2 separate regions of the Mus musculus genome follow, and region 2 is linked to region 1. A link is a contact called in public HiChIP or PLAC-seq data. All regions are on one chromosome and are shown on one strand. Each heading gives the region's core, a stretch centred on a gene start, on an enhancer-like site or on the middle of the called end of the contact. The rest is flanking DNA. Distances are from core to core; before and after follow the strand shown. Region 1 overlaps Dstn (destrin). Region 2 has its middle 6.4 kb from the start of Banf2os.

Region 1 (3,612 bases), core at 519-3,018:
GTTTAAAATGGAACTGGATTTAACTTCATTTAATAAATTTACAGCTCCTTGACTGTGAGCAGTTAAACATCTCAGTCTTAAATTGAGTGCTGGGAAGTGAAGCTGAGAGGAGCGGACCTTTTCCTCTCACACCTTTCCTTGAAGGTATCGGGCAGGCCCTAACTGGCATTGCTTCTGAGGTGAGAGGCTCAGGCTGGGATGGGTAGGCCTGGACAGAGGGCCTTTTTACAAGTTAGAGATGCACAGCGTGACTGCACCATTGCTCCAACCTGTGCAGAGACTCACCCTGATGTCTTAGGATAACAGCCACCCAGGTGAGTCCTCACAGTAGACTGCCAGGGCAAGCCACCTTCTTCTGTGCCCGGTTTGTGTGGTTTGGTTTAAGAAGCTTTGAAGGCGCCAGTAGTTTGTGCCAGGTGTTTGTGGCACAAATCCTTGGACTTGGGCCACTGGTGTTTGTAAAGGACTCTTCTTGATTATTTCATTATAACTTGCAGTTGAAGGGGTAAATATGGGGTGTGGGAGGGGGAGTAAATACAGCAGTGAACTCAAATATTAATCATTTTATCAAATATTGGGAGCTAAATGTTAGCAATAGTCAGATCCTGTATACATTAAAGTCAAATCTGACCTCCCAGTTATTAAGAAAATCAGTCAATTAAGAAAAAATTAATTATTTAAGGTATCATTACTTAGTCTTTTTTCCACCTCACTTATACTTTTTACCTGGTTTCTAATTCAGCCATCAGGATAAAAGGTGTCAGGGTTGCTGAAGGCAGGAGGCGTGCTGGCGGTGGAGGAGCAGCGGGGAGAGGCAGTGGGGAGCTTGGGCAGTGAGGCCAGGCTTCCGAGAGCTGCTCTGTGCTTTCTCCGTCTGCTTGCCCAAAGGGTTTGTCTTTGACTATATAAAAATAAGCATGAAGGGTCCAGGCAACAGTTAATTTTTTCATCTCTTCCATATTGCTGCTGTTTAAAGGCCATCTAGACATACTGAGCCTAGGTATAGCAATTCAAAAATCCATTTAGCTAAATCTAACATAGATTCTGCCTACTGGGTTTCTTACTATTTTCACAGGCAAAGTACAGAATTATGTACCAGTCCTGAGGAGCCATACTGTAGTCAGTCTCTAGACCACTGCAGTGGAAGTTTAGGAGAGAGTAACCTGCCTCCTGACTACTATTGGCATGCCCACCACCCCCAGCTTCGTCCCTGACTTGAGTCTAGGGATTGTGAGGGAGCTTGCTGCTGAGTCCTGTTGGCGCCCACAGCTGCCTCAGTACTGCTGCCACTGCCAGGGAAACCCTGTCCCCTCACCTTGACTTGGAATTAGCGCAGCTGATGCCCTTCCATAGCGCACTCTGCTCCCGTCCTTTTATGTGGAAAGCTCTGCTGTGCTCATCTGAGTTGGTTTTTAAACTAACCAATGCCGCCAAGCTCCTGAACCTGCCTGCCTGTGGAGGAGACCCTGGCCACTGATCCCCCGTGAGCGCAGTGCTGTTATCTAGCACCGCCCGCGTACTCTACTTGCTCTTCTGTCCATCCTCTGGTCTCCTTTTGTAGTCGGTTTCCACCCCGATGCCTGGCCCTCCCTGTCTTGGACCCATCCTGACATTTCCCTTTCACATCTGTCTTTAGATTTGGTTTTCTACCTCACTATGGCAGTTGATAGTTTGTTAATCTGGATGTTTCAAAATCTTCTTCCTCACTGTCTCCAGGGGCCATTTCCTCAAGCTCGGGTGTTTAGAAATAACGCTTCTCACCGGAAACCAGCACAGGCAGCCTTTCTGCTACCAGGTCCACTCTGCCCAGGTTAGAGCCAGCCACGCACAACTGCAGAATCGTGTTTTACTTTCTTTTCAGTTACAGGTCACGACCAATTCCTAAGTCAGTTTCAAGTTGCATTTGAGAGACTTAAATACTTTAGATATATTCAGGTATTGGTTGAATAAATGAATACAGCACTTCCAGTGTTGCCTTCTAAGAATTAGGCAAGCACTAAATGGTGGCTATTAAAAAAAACACATGAAGTTAGAAAGTAAACTTAATGGGAGGCTGAGGGAGGGATGGATTGATTCAAACATCATAGGGATGATTTATTTATTTTATTACATATATGAGTGTTATATCTGTGTGTACACCTACATGCCAGAAGAGGGCATCAGATCCCATTACAGATGGTTGTAAGCCACTATGTGGTTGCTGGGGATTGAACTCAGGACCTCTGGAAGAGCACACAGAGTGCTGCTCTTAACCACTGAGGCATCTCTTCAGCCCTGAATGATAAATTTTAAATAGAACATTTTAAAAAGAAAGACTTGGTTGTTGGTTAAAAAATACTTACATAGGGCTGGAGAGTTAGCTCAGTGGTTAAGAGCACTGACTGCTCTTCCAAAGATCCTGAGTTCAAGTCCCAGCAACTACATGGTGGCTCACAACCATCTGTATTGTGATTGACACCTTCTTCTGGTGTGTCTGCAGACAACTCATAAACAGTGTACTCATAAACAGAAAATAAATAAATAAATCTTTATAAAATACTTAGATAGTCTTTAAAAAATACTTAGATATCAGCATTATTATGGACTAGAGAGGAATTGAAGTGTTTCTAGTTTTTCCTTGGTAATATTATTTGAACTTTTCCCCCCATTTCTTACAAGGATCAGAAAATACTGCTAAAGCACTAAAAGGTTTAAATTTGATTAAAAAAATGTAATAAGCATACACAGGTAATAAGAATATGAGTATAGTAATATTGAAGTTTTGTTAGTTTTCTATCTACTGTTAATTTTCTGACTGCCACTGTATTAAAATGTGCTGCTGTTCATTTACTATACAAAAACTGTGGATTTGGTTAGCAAGATCTGAGGAGATTGGGAAGATGTGGACTAGATAGCCAGGATTGGAGTGGATGTAGCACTCTTAACAATCAATGATTGAATGACAAATTACCTTAGAAACAAATGCTAGGTTCCCACTATATCTCAGTCCCCTACATGCTTGCAGGCATCTTTTTCTCTTGTCTTTCTGTGACTGAGTCTCACTAATGTCACCCAGGCTGGGCTTGAACTGGTGATCTTCCCGCCTTAGCCATCACACTGCTTCATTGGATATAGGCGAACACTAGCTTCTTGAATGTGATGAAGTAGCAGTTTACTGCAGAGCATTTATTTCCATCACCCCCAAAAGAAAATTACCACTTAGTAGTCAGTCCCTTTCCAGTTCTCTGGGCCCTGGAAACCACTGGTCTACTTACAGATTTGCCTTGGGGACATTTTATATAAATAGAATCATGTTGTGTGCTGCCCTTTCTCTTTGGCTTTTTTTTTTTTTTTTTTTTTTTTTTTTTTTTTTTTTTCCTGAATGTGATGTCTTCTGAGGTTCATTTATGTTGTAGCATGTCAGTTCCTCCTTTTTGCTTTATTGTGTGGCTGTAGTTCATTTAAAAATCTCTTCACTTAATGGACTTTGAGGTAGTTTCCAGTTTGTATCTGTGTTAATAATGGTTCTGTGAACATTTGTGTATGGTTGTTAATACGGGGATATTTTTATTTTCTCTGTATACAAAGAACTGTATCTGGTGACTCCATGTTTAGCTCTTTGAAAATTGCTCA
Region 2 (3,704 bases), core at 1,119-3,618, 280 kb after region 1:
ATCCCAACTTGAGGAAGAGGTGGGTAGTCTTGAAGGTTTCCCCGTGGGCAGGTTCAAAGCCCTTCTAAGAAACTCATGCAGCAATACTTACCCAGCTTGCCCTTCTGACTGCCTCAGCAGGACACAGGGACCCTCCTCCCAGAAGACACCGAGAAAGCCCTCACGAGGCATCAGAGGCTGAGACTCAGGATTCCCTAGCCTCCAGGCTATGGGAAATAAAGTTCTCTTATTTAAAATTGCCTAATCTAGAGGTCGGGGCCACTGCACGGTGGGTAAGAGCACTTGTTGCTCTTGCAGAGGACCCAGGTTCAGTTCCCAGCATCCACATGACAGCTCACAAATGCTTGTAACTCCAGGTCCAGGGAATCCAATGCCCTCTTCTGACCTCCATGGGTCCAGGGTGCTCATGTGGTACACATTAACACATGCAGGCAAAACACCATCCACATAAACAAAGAAATAAGTCTTTGGGTTTTTGTTTTGTTTTTGGGTTTGTGTGTGTGTGTGTGTGTGTGTGTGTGTGTGTGTGTGTGTGTGTGTGTTGGTTTTTGTTTTTTACGATTTTTTAACATTTATTTGTGTAGATGAATACTCAGTCTGCATGTATATCTGCATGCCAGAAGAGGGCATCAGATCCCATGACAGATGGTAGTGAGCCACCATGTGGTTGCTGGGAATTGAACTCAGGACCTCTGGAAGGGCAACCAGTGCTCTTAACCACTGAGCCATCTCTCCAGCCCAGCCCTGTTTTTTGGTTTTTGTTTGTTTATTTGTTTGAGACAAGGTCTCACTGTGTATTTCTGGCTGGCCTGGAACTTGTTATGTAGACTAAGCTAGCCTTGAATTCATAGAGCTCTCAGCATTTCTCTGCTACCTGAGTGCTGAGACGAAAGGCATATACCACCACACTGAGATATAATTTTTTTCTAATTAAAAAATAAAACCTAGTCCAAGATTTTGTGTTGTAGCTGCCCAAACAAACTAAAAACAAAAAACAAAAAAAAACAAAAAAACAAACAAACAAACAAACAAACAAACAAAAACAACAGGGATATATCCAAAGACTGAAAATGACTCTTGAAAAGATACTTGCATGTTTGTGTTTATTGCAGCAACAGTGACAATGGCCAAGAGGTAAAAGAAAACTAAATAGTCACCAGCAGATGAAGCAGTAAAGGCAATCAATACATAGACACCGGGAAGTTCTCAGCCACAAATAGAATGAAATGTAACCAAGCAGAGCGGCCCACACCTGCAATCCCAGCACTCAGGAAGCCGGGGCAGGAAGACCATGAGTTCAAAGCCAGGCTGGACTCCACAGTGAGTTCTAAACCAGATTAGGCGAAATTGCAAAATCATCTCTGGAAACAAAAGGAAAAAGAGGAAAATTCAGTTATACTCCATAAGACGGATGGGACTTCAGGACATTATGCCAAATGTCAGTCACAGAAGGATAAAACTGCAGGATGTCATTTATGCAAGGTTCCTAGAACAGTCAAATATAGAGAGACAGAAAATAGGATGTGGTCACCAGGGCCTGGGCAAGGAGGAACTGGGGAATTGTTCCACAGTGTGGAGAGTTTCAGTTTTACAAGGTGACACATTCTGGAAACCTAGACACGTGGTGTACCTCATTAACAGTGTCGTGTGCACTCAGCAATGTAAAGGCTATAAAGTCATTGCTTCATGCTTTCGTTTGTCTGATACTGGGATCGAATTCAGGTCCTCGTGTGTCCTAGCCAAGGGCTCTACCACTAAGCTACATCCTCAACTCTAAAGTTCTATGTTTTACCACAATTTAAAAAAATAAAATAAGATAGCCTTGGCCAGGCATGGTAGTGCACACAGAGGCAGAAGGAAGGATCTCTGTGAGTTCGAGGCCAGCCTGCTCAACACAGTGAGCTCCAGGACAGCCAGAGCTACACAGTGAAACCATGTCCCAAAAAGCCAAAATAATAATAGTCTTATTAAGGAGCATACAAATCCATCATGGGCCATTCCTCACTGTCCTGTTGTCCCATACTCTAAAAGACCCAATGAGCACACACACACATACACACACACATACATACACACTCACACATATACACACACACACATACACACACACACACACACATACACACACACACACATACACACACACATACACACATACATACACACTCACACATACACACACACATACACACACACACACACACACACACACACACACACACATACCACAGAGATATACAAAGCCATGAGCACACAGAGGCAGGGTCAGAGGTCACCTCCTAGTGGCTGAGTCACAGGCTGCATGCTGTCTCGCTTACCTTGCCCTCTCTTTCCTCCTTTGTCCCCCCCAGAGATAATCCTCTGGTTGAAGGTTCGCCTGGGCTGTTTTAAAGACACCACACAGTATGTGCACAGTTAAATCTACCGTGAGCATGCTGGAAGGTACCACCATTTCCCAGCCCTTCAGACCCAGTTCCCGAGAGCTGTTTCTCAGCCCCTCCCCACCGTGCCCTGGAGCCCCCCACCATAGGGTAATCTGGACCCCAAAAGTCAGACAGACTCACTATGGGTACCTGGTCCCCCTCTTATACTTGCTACAGCTGCCTATATCAACCCACAGGCTCAAGGATGTCCCCAGGTCTGTCCCTAGGGCTGCACAGACCCTTGAGGACAGTGATTTGACAGAACCTGTTCCTGGGCCCCTCCTGTTCCCACGCCCACCCCGCGCGCCCTGACCCCAGCTCTGTCCTCAGGGAAGGTTCTTCCTGACCTGGCTCTAGCCTGCATGTTGCCCCTGTCTAAGCAAGAAGTACAGGCAGGGTTTGCATCCCACTCTCCTTCCTTTTTATCTTTAAAAATCAGGGAACTCCTCTCTTAGCTCCACACATATGGAGGCAGTCTGAGAGCCCCACAAATATGACAGCAGCAGATCTGAATTCTCCAAGGTGCCCGGCTGCTTGTCCCTCCCGGCCTACAGACACAGCCCCGTCAGAGTGAAGGAGGAAGACAAAAAAAGCTGTCCTCGGGGCTGGCTTCTGCTAGTGTGACCTCACCGTCCCCCAGGGAAGCTGGGGCTTTCTCTGCTAGTTTCCTACTTCCAGAGCAGTTTGGAAAGAGCTTTTCTGGCGGCTGGCAAGGCATGTGCCTGCAAGATTATCAGGGCTGCATCGACTAGGGCTTTGCTATTTTCTTCTTTGTTCCTTGGGTTTTTTTTTTTTTCCACAGTGGGCACCTTTTTTTTTTTTTTTTTTTTAAGTGTCAGAGAAACAAATGAGAGTTTTTTAAGTAAGCGATTTAAAAGCCCGCTCCGTCGCCTTCAGCGCTTTTCCCGGCCTCTGCTCATTCTGGGCCCCAGTGTTAGCCATTATTCTCTCTGTAGCTCCCCCTCTGCTTCAAGTCCTCCGCCTTCAACCCTTCCCCCTGTTTGTGAAAAGAAAGAGCTAATAGCAGTGGTTCCTGGGAGCTAAACCAGGCTCCTTGGATGCGTCTAGATTTTTTTTTTTTCTTCTTACCTGGAATATTACTATCAGAATTTATTCTTTCAGACTGAGAAACCGATTCCTGTCCCTGCTGATAAGAGAAAGGGACATTATTTTCTGAGGATCGTCAGAAGGTGTACAGTCTGAGGCTACTCATGAAGAAATGTCAGTCAGACCCTAACTAAGGGACTTGATGCAAGATCATTGTCTGCACATGTCACCAAT

Evidence for each region. HiChIP or PLAC-seq counts read pairs in DNA pulled down with a chosen protein or histone mark.
Region 2: an H3K27ac HiChIP or PLAC-seq map of acute myeloid leukemia shows a contact between it and region 1, with 6 times the contacts expected there. The contact joins two enhancer-like sites. A contact is called at or near these places in 1 of 15 datasets of contacts at CTCF or cohesin (the NIH/3T3 cell line), 20 of 484 Hi-C or Micro-C datasets (the HPC-5 cell line, Th1 cells, bone marrow-derived dendritic cells and 5 more), 10 of 115 datasets of contacts at active chromatin or transcription factors (CD8 T cells, acute myeloid leukemia, bone marrow-derived macrophages and 4 more) and 4 of 9 other capture datasets (adipose tissue, embryonic stem cells, liver and 1 more).

What each region holds. Positions count from the first base shown.
Region 1 is chr2:143,932,898-143,936,509 of GRCm38.p6, forward strand. All of the region lies in intron 1 of Dstn (destrin), which reads left to right. Among named protein-coding and RNA genes, the nearest start is that of Gm33804, 5.3 kb to the right of the region's middle. Within about 2 kb of position 1,769, at least 29 of the 459 cell types and tissues checked have an H3K27ac peak or open chromatin away from gene starts, as enhancers often do. A contact at or near this core is called in acute myeloid leukemia, where this site is marked.
Region 2 is chr2:144,212,408-144,216,111 of GRCm38.p6, forward strand. No RefSeq gene overlaps it. Among named protein-coding and RNA genes, the nearest start is that of Banf2os, 6.4 kb to the left of the region's middle. Within about 2 kb of position 2,369, at least 146 of the 459 cell types and tissues checked have an H3K27ac peak or open chromatin away from gene starts, as enhancers often do. A contact at or near this core is called in acute myeloid leukemia, where this site is marked.